Linked DNA regions of Sus scrofa: all the other regions are linked to region 3. A link is a contact called in public Hi-C and promoter capture Hi-C data. All regions are on one chromosome and are shown on one strand. Each heading gives the region's core, a stretch centred on a gene start, on an enhancer-like site or on the middle of the called end of the contact. The rest is flanking DNA. Distances are from core to core; before and after follow the strand shown. Region 1 holds the start of CHRNA1 (acetylcholine receptor subunit alpha). Region 2 holds the start of ATF2 (cyclic AMP-dependent transcription factor ATF-2). Region 3 holds the start of CHN1 (N-chimaerin).

Region 1 (4,479 bases), core at 370-2,869, 240 kb after region 3:
TTGGGTTGTGATGATCCTTGTACAACTATAAATATAATCAATTCATTGAGTAATATTACAAAAAAAAAGTTCAGGATGTCCAAAGGAAAGCCCCCTACCACATGTGGTTTCCAAGGTCACCCTAAGAGTCATGTCCACGCAGCCCAGTCAGTCAGAGATGAGGCTGCAATGGGAGAATGGGCTCATAAAATTTCCCTTACATTTCATTTTCTAGAACTTGATCCATGGCTCCATCTAGATATAAGGGGCAAGGTGGCAGGAGGTATTCCTGCCTTTGCACTCACAGTGCTATGCCAAGAAGGGAGAAAACCTTTTTTTCCCCCATAGACAGTTAGGGATCTCCCAGAATTTAAAGCAAAAAGTGTATAAATCATGCAGACTCCATCTCTCTCCACCACACTCCAAGCCCTCTCCCTAATTGTTTCTTGGACTCACAGGAATAAGGGAATTGGCCAGGACGCCGTTCTCGGGCTTGCAGTGAGGGACCTTCCTCCTTTGATTCAGGCTGAGAAGGAAGTGAGGAAGGAACAGGCTGGGTGTCTTTAAATAACTGCTCTTTTCCCTGTTTTGGTGAAAAATACTTCTCAGGCTGAGCAATTACTAACTGCTGGCATTGGGGACTTTTTTAGACAAAGCAACTGAAAAGCTGAACCCCCCGTTCCCTGCTTCCCTGAGTGAGAGTAGGCAGAGGAGCAATGGAAGGAAGTAGGAGCCTGGAACAGCGCTTATGCGCTGGGACACTTTTCCCATTAATTACTTTTCACTTGAATAACAGGACGTGGGAGGTGGGCTGTTTGCTGCAGCTAATGGGGCACCATGGGATAGGTATTGCCAATACAGAGATGAGGGTTGGAACAGCCACTCCAGGGGCCACCATAAAACCAGTTTTATGGAAGAAGCTGCCGTGGTTTAAAACCAAACCCGATCAGACATGGAATTCTCTCCAGCAGCCCTTTCAGCACCAACTACACTCTTCTCAAAGCCATTCATTCTGTTACAAAAACCCCAGGCATTTCTCAGCCAAGGGGGAAGCAAAGTGAGTAAATTTTCCTTTTTGTAGAATGTGGACTTTTGTGCTTTAGGATGACCAGTGTCTCACACACACAGCTGATGATCCACTCAGACTGAGTGACCCTGACTAATCCACACAGATGAGGTTCTGCTTTACACAAAAGGGAGGGGGTTGCTCACCATTCAAAATAATTCATTCTTGGAGTTCCTGTTGTGGCACAGTGGTTAACAAATCCAACTAGGAATCATGAGGTTGTGGGTTCGATCCCTGGCCTTGATCGGTGGGTTAAGGATCCAGCATTGCTGTGGCTGTGGCATAGGCTGGCAATTACAGGTCCTCATTCATTCTCTAGCCTGGAAACTCCCATGTGCCGCCAGTGTGGCCCTAAAAGACAAAAAAAAAAAAAAAATTTGGTTTTACTTTAAATCAAGACTGGATTCATGGTGCTTTTAAAACACAGTGCAGTTCACACTCAACTTGTCAAAGGTACAGCAGTTATGTGAAGGGAACACCCTGTGGTAATGTAAGGACCTCAGCCCCTGGCTCCAGGGCTCCGGGCAGTCCAGCTGTCACAGCTACAAACAGGTGGTGTAAAACAATAGCTCGGCTGAGCCAACTCACTTTCCAAACCCTCCAGCAGCCAAGTGTCCGGCCAGAGTGTCAGCGAGCAGCACAGGCCACCACTTCGCCACCAGCTCATGGAGCCCCCGGCACTCCTCCTGCTCCTCAGCCTCTGCTCAGGTAAGGGCCAGGGCTGGGGGCGCTCCTTTGAGGCTAAAGCACTAGAAGCCCCCAAACCAGAGTCTTGCATCTTTGATGGGAACACAAAATTGCAGGGCTTCCCCAGCCTGAGGTGGCTCTGTCAGTTTCTCACCGATGTTGGTTTGACTGGGTTTGTGGATAAAGGTTTTTAGTTGGGGTTATTTGGTCAAATTTGGAGCTGCCTGGTCAAGAGCTACAATGTAGACATGCAAGTCTCTCCCTTCATCAGACCGGCATCCAAGTCACTCATATCATTAGATTCAGCAGGAGCTGTGGTCGTGTTTGACCAATTATAAAGACTTAGAAAGGCAACTTACAATCACAAGCAAAATGGTTCAGAAATCCTTTTATGGCTCTAGGAGAATTTTGAAAATGAAGTCAATTGATTGACAGCTCCACATGCCGGAGGGAGAAACCTATTCATGACTGTAACTAAACGCTCTCCATGAGAGCTGAAATATTTTCTTTTCTGAAGTTAAAAAGTCCATAGGAATGCATTCCTGCCTACTTTTTTTTTTTTTTTTTAAAAAAAGGACATGACTGTGTGTAGGTTTGGCTTTGGATTGAAACCATAAAAACTTACACAGCCCTTGACCTGCATTCAACTCTGAAATGTGTCACAACACAGCAGCTGAAACCCTAGCCTGAATCCCAAACTTCCGGTAAGGGGAAATAGATAGATTGCTTCATGTAAAAGTTTACTGGTGATATCAGCACAACTGAGAAACAAGGCGGCTGATGTTCTGTGGATTTCTCTTCTCTAATATTGCTCTGACAAACACAGGTCTTCCGGGCGAAAGCAGTGATGAGCTTTATTATTAATGTTTTTTCAATAACAGAGTTGAGGGGAATAGCCTAAACTCTGATAAATTATATCCTGTGGGATTTGGACTGGATCCAACTGACACTGGCCTGGTGGTGATGAGGGTGTGTGTAGGGTATGTGAGTGTATGTGTGAGTGTGTGTGTGTTGTGTTCATAAACAGTACACTCAATAGATATTCTTGAGTGATATATTTACATGTAAAAATCCTTAAGAGATCTCTTAGGACACCAAAGACCTCCAAAAATGCATGTTTAGATATTTTTACAGTATGTGATATGTATTTAGATAAAGCCTAGGGTTCTCTGGTGTCTTTTCATATAGATGGTTCACAGAAGTTTTGAGCGAGTGAAGCAATCCAATATCTTTAGTTATTTACTATAAGGAAATAGAACCTAAAGACATGAACTGCCCTGCCTGAAGTCACTTAATTTATAGACTTTGGAATGTGATCAGACTCCATTTGTGATATGCACAGTCAGAAAACACAGCCCGAAATTGCAAAGGTAGCAAGATTGAGATAAGAATTACCCAAGGTGACTGTTAACAGGACAGAAGTCCTTTTGCCCAATCAGGAGGCTGTTCCCTGCATAAAAATTCAGACTGAACCATTATGGTACAAAAGAACACTTTGAAATTGTGGCTGGGTTCCCCTACTTGGAATCAGTCCTTTGTGGGCAAAATTCTCATTCGCATCAGGGAATGTTAGCTTAACACATAAAGATCCCTGTCCTATTGCCATAGCACTTTCATTGCAACCTGCCTCTCTCTTCCAGCTCAGAAATCCCAAGCACTTCATTGCCACCTTTCTTGTGGCATGTTACTTTCCAACTCGTTCACAGCTATGTACATAAATGACAAGTGTCAATGTCCATGAGGGTAGAAGGACAGGATTTGTGTCAGATTCACATTTGAAAACCTTAAAGAAACTTTGTTCTTAAAACAAACTTTGCACACAGCCAATGTTCAGCAACTATGTGAGTGAGTTATCACCATCTGAATAAGGATAACCAACATGATTTTGCTGAAAAGGGAGACTTTGACATTGTTTATGTTTTTGTCTATATGGTTGTTAATTTATATCCTGCCTTTTAAAAAAGTATTTTCTGTGATTTATTGAATCCATGAAGAACTGGTCCAACTCTGCAGACCATATTAGAGTTGGGAACAAAATCCTAGAATTCTGACTTCAAGTCCTATAAGTTTTTGACCACTCTACCTGGCTTTGGGGAGGAAAAAAGGAAAGGATACCTATACACATGATGGAATACTATTCAGCCGTTAAAAAGAAAAAATAATGCCATTTGCAGCAACATGGATGGAACTAGAGACTCTCATACTAAGTGAAGTAAGTCAGAAGAAGAAAGACAAATACCATATGATATCATTTATATCTGGAATCTAATACGTGGCACAAATGAACCTTTCTACAAAAAAAGAAACTGACTCATGCACTTGGAGAACAGACTTGTGGTTGCCAAGGGGGAGGGAGTGGGATGGACTGGGAGTTTGGGGTTAGCAGAGGCAAACTATTGCATTTGGAATGGATAAGCAATGAGATCCTGCTGTATAACACAGGGAACTATATCTAGTTACTTATGATGGAACATGATGGGGAAAATGTGAGAAAAATAATATATATATATGTGTGTGTGTGTGTGTGAATATATATATATATATATATATGAATGACTGGGTCACTTTTCTGTATAGCAGAAATTGACAGAACAATGTAAATCAATCGTAACAGAAAAAAATAAAAACCTTAAAAAAAAAAAAAGAAAAGCATACCAAGGAACATGATCTAAGGAGTGGAGACCTCTGAAATTCCTCACAGAAGGCATGAGGCCCCCTGTCCTTGGCAGGGTGGAGAGGAGGAAGTG
Region 2 (4,494 bases), core at 851-3,350, 150 kb before region 3:
TCCTCATGGATACTAGTCAGGTTTGTTACCACCAAGCCATGACAGGAACTCCCTGAAATTAGTTTTAAAAGAAGGGGTAAATTGGCTCACACATGTATACAGGCCAGACCTGATAAAAAGTCCAGTGCCATTACAATTTCACTCTTATGCCAGATATCATTATTGAACTGCAGGTTCATTAACTCTCGAATACTATGCCCCACAATCTTCCAACAATTTCAGTTTCACTTGAGTTTGGAGATAATGTTTGAGGTTTTGGGGGTTTTTTTGTTTTTTTTTTTTTCTGCACTTGTGGCATGTGGAAGTTCCCACTCCAGGGATGAACCTGTGCCTACCCAAGGTGCTGCACTGACAAGGATCTCTTAGCCCTCTGTGCCACAAGGGAACTCCCTAAGATCGCATTTTATGTTCATACGTAAACTTCTCAGCCTTAACCCACTGTGCCACAAGGGAACTCTCTGAGATTATATTTTATGTTCATGTGTAAATTTAATTCATAATTTTGTTATAGACTAGAAATCATCACTTAATAGATGGAAAACAAAACATTGAAAAAAACACACTTTTAAAAAATAATGCAACTTTTTGTAGGAGCCCCATCATACTTTTCAACAGTGCCAGTGTGTATTTATTGAACAATCAATATTTGTGTTTTTAGGAGTGTATCTGTGTCAACTGCAGAGCAATAAACATTGTCCCTTTTGTCTTTTATGTTAATCAAAAGATTCCCCCCCCCCGCCCGGCTTTTTATCTTTTTAGGGCCTCACCCATGGCATATGGAGATTCGCAGGCTACTGGTTGAATTGAAGCTGCAGCTGATGACTTACGCCACATCCACAGCTGCACGGGATCCAAGCCACATCAGTGGCTGACACAGCTCATGGCAAGGAGGGATCCTTAACCCACTGAGCGAAGCCAGGGACTGAACCGTGTCCTCATGGATACTAGTTGGGCTCCTCACCGCTGAGCCATGGTGGGAGCTCTTCCCCCCTTCTTTTTAAACAGGTACTTTCAGAGCCTGACAGCTGTTTCCTTGGCATTGCATCAACCTACTAAGCGGTAGCATTAATATTTGTGGAAGAGTGCAATTTCTAAGCCATATTCTAATTTGGTGTCATTTGGTCCTCTCTAAAATATTAATACGGAGTTTTGAGGTTTTAAAGGTTTGAAATTATCGCTACTAAAATTGATCTATTTTTATCTATAGTAAGTAAACTGATAAAACAAGGTACACCATAACATGGAGGATTTTTTCTTATTAACAAGTCCTTCCATTGTTTTAAGTTATGGAGACATGGTAGAAGGCCACAATATTTCCTTTTAGTAAGTTACTTAGAATATATTTGTATGCCAATATCATACACCGGTGCTGGGCGCTTTGAGCCGGAGCAATCAGTTTCAGCTACAACTTAGTAAATTCGAACAAAAGCCGTTCATAGTAAAGGCTTTTTCGTTTATTTTCAGAACTGACATTTTGCTTTCGCGCCTTAGGCGTGTATGGGGGCTCGGGGGTAATTTCCAGCAAACTTCGCCTCTTCTAAACTTCAATTTAACCGAACCCCGCCCCTGCCTCCGCCCCCTCCCCACAGGCTTCACGGTAGCCCGAAGGTGGGTTTCGGTGCACGCCTCCCTACGCTTTACTCTTTTTCCTCCCGAGGGTCGGGAAATGACAGCAACGGAAATACCAGGCTCCCGGATATGACTTCTTCTGCTTTCTCTCCCGCTACTTGCAGCCTTTCCAGAGTTCACCTTTCCTCCCTGCACATCAACAACCTCCTCTAGCCACCTCAAGCAGCCACCTGCTGAGCGCCCCAGTCTCGCGCCCGCCTCCAGCCAGCTGCCAATCACCCTTCTGCAGCTCCTGGGTTACCGAGACAACACTCTTTCGACTGGTCCCGCCCCGTCCAGAATTGCTTCCCGCCCATCTGGCTCTTTATCCAATAGCCAGCGGTCGAGTAGTCTTTGGCTCCCGCCCCCTTCACCCCGGCCCTCCTGCAGTCCCGCCCCTTTTCCTACGCCTCACGGAACCACCTGACCCGGAGGCGCTTGGTCTGAAGGAAAGCAAGAAGGGGCGTGTGCGTGGAGGGGAGGGGCATGAGAAGAAAGGAGGGATGCCGGGAGTGGGGCGGAGAGAAGGGTTGTCAGTCCGATCTCGCGAGAGAGGACGGAAGCCTGTGGGAGCCCGTGGCCTTTAAAGTGTGGTTCAGCCCTTTCCTCCTGGGGTGGTTGGTAAACACCGCTGAGCTCGGGTATTCTCAGCCACTGAAAGAAGCATGAACTAGTGACTTGGAAAGGTGAGTGGTGATGGGGAGAGGGCTGCAGGACTGCAGACTGTAGGGATACGGAGAAAGAAGGCACTAATATGGCGACGTCGCTCACCATAGTCCCCACCCCCCGCTTCCCATCACCTCGGGCGCTCCTGACTCGGTGCCTAGCCCGCGGGGCGGCTGTGGCTGTGCTGCCACCTCAGCGGACCGCGCGGCGTCCGCTTCGCGAGCCGGACCGGCCAGGCTGGACCGTTAGGTAACTGGCATTTGTTGTTCCGGCCCCTCCCTGCTCGCGCGCTTTCCTAACGAAGAGGAAAAGAATAACGGCTCCTCTTAGACCCCTCCCCCTGATATAGCTTCCCCTTCTTTGGTCAGTTCAGAGGTCCCGGGGCACACGTCGGATTCGCCGAGGATGCAGGGAGACCCCCCGCTTCAGTCCTTAGATTGAACAGGAAGAGGGCTGGCTCTGGGCTCCCCACTCAGTGGTTTGGGGACTGTATGTGATGGTGGTGGCGGGGGGCAGGATCATGAGGCGCGGCTGAAAACAGGGTCAGGGTCTCTGGCTGTGGTGGAAGCTGGTGGAACAAATGGTGTAAGAACCTGGAGCTGGAAGTATCTGCCTTTTCTGTCCTTTCTGCCCCTTCATACTCTCGCCACCCCCTGCATTTTCCCAATGGGGCGGGGCTGAGGTGCGGGTGCAGATTGATTCTGGTATTTTCCCCCATTTTTTTTTTTTTTAACCTTACTGGGTAGACTGCAGAGCTTCTGTAGGGGAATAACCTGTGCTTTTTATTGATGCCCTAGGGACCGGGCCCGAGTGTGTGTGTGTGTGTGCGCGTGTGTGTGCGTTTTCTGTGTTCGCTGGTTGAACTGACGCTAGGAGGAGGGAGAAGGCGGAGGGGCTGGGAACTATTTTTGTTCCCTTAGGTAGCATAAAATTGTCTTTGCTTAATGAAAAGTTTTAAAACTGGTCAGGACAGGAGCAAAAGTACTGTGAATATGGTGGAGTAAAAGGGATTACTCCTGAGGAACCTTAGGCCTGTGACTAATCCCTTAATTATTATGTGAAAAGTTACAGATTCTTAGGAATTTTAAGTTTTGGAGACGGCAACAGTAAATAAATTTAATGTATATGTTTGAAATCAGGAAAAACCGGTTCCTTTGGGCACACTTTTTGTCCTATGTGAAGAAATCTATAACCATTGTCAGTAATCACCTTTCTAGGCACAATCTTAAAGCCTATATCCAAAACTATGAAGGTGAGAAGCTTGTTAAAAAGTCATCCCTACAGGGTTAAGTGCCCTGGAAGACAAATACAATAGCAATTATATTTTGTAATTGAATTTAAATTTATTACACTGACTTGAAGAATCCGCTGTAAGCACTGTTTTCAAAACTACAGGAACATCATTGTACAGTATGTTCAAAAATAGAGATGCCCTTCTTCAGATCACGAAGCAATTACGTTCATGGATCTTTAAGGTCATTAATAATTTAATTCTAATCTTTGTAAAATAATTTGTATGAATATTCCAAATGCAGTGTGTGCTGCTTTCCTAAGAAACATGTTTAATCTTGTTTTGAGAGAATGCTACTGCCATTAAGTTTTAGTTATTTAAAGTGTAATAGAGTGGTAGTTTAGAACACAGGTGTTTGGTTTTTAGTTGTCAGTAAGGAAGGGGCTTTCAGGGACTTTTGTGTGTTGTAAGATACATGCCTTCTGTAGATTTGATTGTATTTTCTGGAATTTGTTTTTTGAAATACCTTATTAGAATGTTTATTTAGTATTTGGGGCACTATATTTATTAAATGTGCAATCCAGAAATTCCTGCATTTACTTTTTTACTTAGAGTATATGTTTCATATTTTTAAACTGAGATTAACAGAAGTGATTGTCAGCTCTTTAAGAAATAATTTGAAGTGGTGCTTTTTATTGGTATTCAGGATTTAGAGACTATATGAATATCATTTTTTTTTTTTGTCTTTTTGCCTTTGCTAGGACCGCTCCCCCGGCACATGGAGGTTCCCAGGCTCGGGGTCTAATCGGAGCTGAAGCCGCTGGCCTATGCCAGAGCCACAGCAACGCAGGATCCAAGCCACATCTGCAACCTACACCACACACAGCTCACAACAACGCCAGATCGTTAACCCACTGAGCAAGGGCAGGAACCGAACCCGAAACCTCATGGTTCCTAGTCGGATTCGTAAACCACTGTGCCACGACGGG
Region 3 (4,486 bases), core at 1,289-3,788:
TGTGTGTGTGTGTGTGTGTGTGTGTGTGCGCGCGCGCTCCAGCGAGTGTGCCTGTATGTTTTGGGTGTGGGAGTGCTAAGACTTGCATAGAAAAGAGGAAGGGGAGAGGAAGATAATCCCTACCTGCTCAAGCTGGGTCTGCCACTAGGATTCAGCTGTGAACAGCCACAACTAGTGAATGCAAAGCTGGTTCAGTAACCAAAGCTTGGATGGACAATGGGAGGGTAAGTCTGAGCACAGGACTGTTCATTTCCCTCCGAATCACCCCTAGCATATCCCTCCAAATACAGAGACAGTTACCAACAAACTGAGCTGTAGCACCACAACCTTGATGCTCAATTACCTCTCTAAGAGAGCTTAGCAGAAAAAAGCACTTTTATTCCCTTAGTCTGATTGGACACATCATTCTGAGTAGAAGAGCATATGAAGAAAAATTCTTTTGGACAAAATTCAACTTCTCAAACTCTAAGAAGACACAAACATGTAAAATGGCTGAGGACAACATCCCCCCACCCACTGCCCTTGCAACCATGCTTCTAATACTAAACAGATTTTTCTTTTAAAATTCAAACCATGTAGGCTTTAAATTGGTGGGGGATGGAGGTGGGGGAGGTGGTCAGGGAGAACACCAGATGCCCAAGATTTCCTATTAGTTCTGCCACTATATAGGTATATATATTTGGGGAACTCTTTTGAACCCTGCACCCTCAGATTCCTTGTCTGTATATTGGGGAATTTGGGTTCCTTTCTGTTCAAAATTCTGTGCTTCCATGTGAAAGCAGGATTAAAAAAAATTTAATTATACAGGCAAAAATTTTCACAGAGTACAAAAGAGGCTAACCTAAGGTCCCGGAAAAATCTGTAATCCCTCTAAAATTGTGTGAAAAAATTTTGGTGCGTGATGGATGTACATAAACATTTTTTTTCAGGAAGAGAGACGGTATTTTCATTAGCACCTCAAAGGGAAATTAGGTGACCTCTGACTGAGAGATAAATGGTGTCCTTAGTTTCTGCTTTATCTGGTTATGAGCATTTTAGCAGCAATCTTTACACAGGTATAAAATCTGCCCCAGAAAGCTTTCTTGAGTTCCTCATTTATCTTCATGAGCTGTGTGTTTGTAATTTCTCATGAGCAGAAAGCCTGTTCAAAATTGAGTCCTTGTCATTAAAGATTTAAAATTCTGGGGATTGCCAGATTTATTTTGATATTAGTGGCTAAAGGAGAGCCATTTTCCAACATGAGAAAATTTCAAGCATATAGCATCTTAACTATTTGCCCAATGATGTTGAATTATTTTACTATTTCTTTTTTCTTGAGTTAACCGACATGAAACAAAAGGCTGGCTCCTCCTTCCAACCTGCTTTTCTTTTTTTTCTGATCTGAGTCTGCTGTGAAATGATGATGAAATTAACTGTGGCTCTATGTGAAGTAGTAATTTTCATTTTTATAACGATTTTGATCCTCAAGATAAATTAAATGGAAGATATTTATATAATATTCTTAAAAGAATTAGCTTAAAAGTAGAAAGAAGAGGAAAATGACCTTAGGGAATCTGAGCAACTGAAAGAGGAAAGACGCTTCCAGGAAGAAATGAGAACCAAAAAATCTACATGATTAGACACCAAAATAGTATCAAATCCCTAAGCAGAGAAACAAAAAAGGAGGAGGATTTTTTTTTTAGTGAAAAATATAGCAACTAGAGAATACTTATTTTTTGAATACATTAAATGAAAACGACCAAAACCCATCAAAACCGAGCTTTTCAAGAACATCTTTTGCTGATAACCTCAAGGCGTTATATGGCTTCTCTTTAATTAAGGCAAAGACAGAGGCGATCAGAGAACATCACAGAAAAAAGAATGTTGCCAGTGATTATCAGATAAATGCAAAAAGCTCAGGGGACCAATCTTTTGTGGTCAAGGAGACATGCCGGTCGGTGAGAGATGCTGATTATATTCCCCTAAGACAATATCAAAGAGGTGCAAAGTAAAAAAACAGAAAATTAAGTTTAAGCATTGGCCTTGTAACAAATTACTTTAGATATTCCCAGAAGCTTTTTAACCAACTCCTGTTTCCTCACATATGACAGTCTGACCAGAACTACTCCTGATGGCTCCTAAGTCCAAAGGGAGAGGAAAGCAACATTCAGTGCCTCTGCTCAACTCCAGGCTCCCTTCCCAGAGCCCAGTAGCTTCTAGTCAAGGGCTCCAGACTCCGTTAACCCAGGAGGCGCCAGGGGAGAGATATATCCTCAAACGAACCCAATCCCTAGATGACCCTGGCTGGGTCTTTGCATTCAAAGAGCATCCTCCAGAGACTCTTCCTCTTTCGAGTAACAGCTCAGTTCTTTTCCTCTCAGCGCCTCCACAAATCCCACTCAAGGAAAAACACCCTAGGATTTCAGTTAAATCGCTCACCACCCCCGCCCCGCCGCGCTCCAGGAGGCCGCCTCCTGGGCTGCCTGGGGCAGGAGGGGCGCGCGGCCCCGGCCGCCGCGCGCGCCCGTTGCCATGGGACGCACGGGGCTCCGCCGCTCGAGGGGGAGGCGGGAGGAGGCGCGGCGGCAGATCCAGCGGGAGACGCTATCGCAAGATGGCGTCTGCGAGGCCGCGGGATGCGGAGTGAGCGCGCCCCGCCGGGGGCTCTGCGAGGCTGCTCCTCTTGCCGCCGCCGCCGCCGCCGCCACTGCGGCGCCGCCTCTCCGCCTGCCATTGCACCGCGGCGAAGCCTTCCCGCCTCGCAGGTACCCGCGCCCGCGCGCGCTTCGCGTAGTGCACAGATGGCAGTGACAAGTGCCGGCTCGCCGAGGGCTAGCGGGTCCCCCCTTGTCCGGGTGCGTCTGACAATAACGCGTAAATAACTTTTTCTTGCAGCGGCCCCCTGCCCCCCGGCCTGCAGGCTCCCAGCGCGCCCGCGCCCCCACCACGCCCCTCCGACTCCCGCTCCCTCCGAGGTGTGAGCGTGTCGGGCAGATGCGGTGATCTCCGGCCGGCCTGGGAGGAGCGCGTGGACCAGCGGGCGGCGGCGAGCAGTTGGCAAGCGCCTTTACAATGGCCCTGACCCTGTTTGGTAAGTGGAGCCCTTTGCCCACGCCGCCGCAGGTGGGCCGCGCCCTGGGGCTGGGGGGCGGGAGCCGGGGCGCCTGGTGTGGGGACGCCGTGCGCAGTGTCGGCTGCCGGCCGGGGCAGCGGAGTTGGGGCGCCCCGGGCGCCGGGCTCGTTCCCTTGCTCCTCTCCCATTGTTTCCTCTCCAGGCAGGGCCGATGGGCGTGTGCTCCCCTGGCCAATTCTGGGCTGGGAGGCTCTTTGGTCCTGGGTATTTTGTAAACCGAGGATTCTCGAAGATGCCAACTTGGGAGCGAAGTTAGCTGGATGTTTCCAAACCTGTGTTTCTCAAGTCGGTAAATAAAGATCGTGGAAAGTTTATTTATTTTGAACAAGATGTCTGTGTATCCCAGCCCCCCGTGGAATTGCCAAATGCATGTATTGATTCCTGTTGGGTTTGGGGGGATTTTTTTGGAGTCGGTATATTCCATTAGAAACAAGAATAAGTGGTGCACTTACATTAATATTTGTTAGAATTGAAAACGTTAGCTCTTACAAATATGAGCAGACGGAAGAAAGTTCGTACTGAAAATAAGTAATTTCAGGAGAATATCTTGGAATATTTTAGGAAAGAAATCTTACTTCTGTAATGTAATTACAGTAACACCATTGTTTCAGTGGTTGACTTAAAGTGTTTTTATTCCCCCCCCCCAGAGTTTGTAGTGACAATAGGTTGGAAAGAAGAACTGAAAAAATACTTCATTTTCTTTTACATAAACAGACCATGATACATGTGTACCTTGCTTTAAGAAAACTAAATAGGGGGAAATTTAGATGTTAAAAGTATCAGTTTTTCAAAGAAGAAAAGTACACTGATATGTACCTGATAGCTACAAGGACAGTTTTAGTAAGTTACTCAAAATATCAAGTTTCCAGTTACATTTTAATAATGTCACTTGATCAAGCACGTTACAGGCATCACATACCACAGTGCTTTTTGATGTAAATACTTCAGAGTGAATTAAATTGCTGGAATCAAAGAGTTACTTTCCTTTAACCATCTTATTTTACAAATTAAATGTAGACCCAGAGAGGTTATTTCCCAAGGTCACATGGCCCTTTTGTGGTAAAACTGAGCCTGGAACATAATATGCCAGTCTTCAGTCTGGGGCATGTTTACTTAACCCAAATACTCACAGTACTAGAAATGACATGTCTTATTTGGTGTTGGTTCTCCATAAGTGCTTTTTTTTTTTTTTTTTTTAAATCATTCTTCTTTCTCTCAAAGAAATAATAATTTCTTGATTTCCAATGCCTTGAATCAAATCTGCATTACTTAGTAGAAGCATTTCCTTTTTTTTGGTACACAAGTTTTAAATGATGGAAGGTTTTTCTCATAGTTGATATTTCTTTTGCAGAAATGTTTATACATTGTTGTAGC

The links. Promoter capture Hi-C pulls out the DNA fragments that hold promoters and counts their contacts. A called contact is a pair of places that touch in the nucleus more often than the background predicts.
Region 1: a promoter capture Hi-C map of skeletal muscle shows a contact between it and region 3, with 7 times the contacts expected there. The contact joins the promoter of CHRNA1 here to the promoter of CHN1 in region 3. A contact is called at or near these places in 4 of 5 promoter capture datasets (fetal liver, fetal skeletal muscle, liver and 1 more), 9 of 47 Hi-C or Micro-C datasets (alveolar macrophages, epiblast stem cells, fetal liver and 6 more) and 2 of 2 datasets of contacts at active chromatin or transcription factors (alveolar macrophages and skeletal muscle).
Region 2: a Hi-C map of epiblast stem cells shows a contact between it and region 3, with 1.6 times the contacts expected there. The contact joins the promoter of ATF2 here to the promoter of CHN1 in region 3. A contact is called at or near these places in 3 of 47 Hi-C or Micro-C datasets (embryonic fibroblasts, epiblast stem cells and heart right ventricle).

What each region holds. Positions count from the first base shown.
Region 1 is chr15:80,689,396-80,693,874 of Sscrofa11.1, reverse strand. It overlaps CHRNA1 (acetylcholine receptor subunit alpha), which reads left to right and starts at 1,619. Exons shown (of 9, transcript XM_021075437.1): 1 at 1,619-1,753. The coding sequence starts at 1,711.
Region 2 is chr15:81,074,179-81,078,672 of Sscrofa11.1, reverse strand. It overlaps ATF2 (cyclic AMP-dependent transcription factor ATF-2), which reads left to right and starts at 2,100. Exons shown (of 14, transcript XM_021075925.1): 1 at 2,100-2,294.
Region 3 is chr15:80,925,798-80,930,283 of Sscrofa11.1, reverse strand. It overlaps CHN1 (N-chimaerin), which reads left to right and starts at 2,538. Exons shown (of 14, transcript XM_021076315.1): 1 at 2,538-2,744; 2 at 2,875-3,070. The coding sequence starts at 3,052.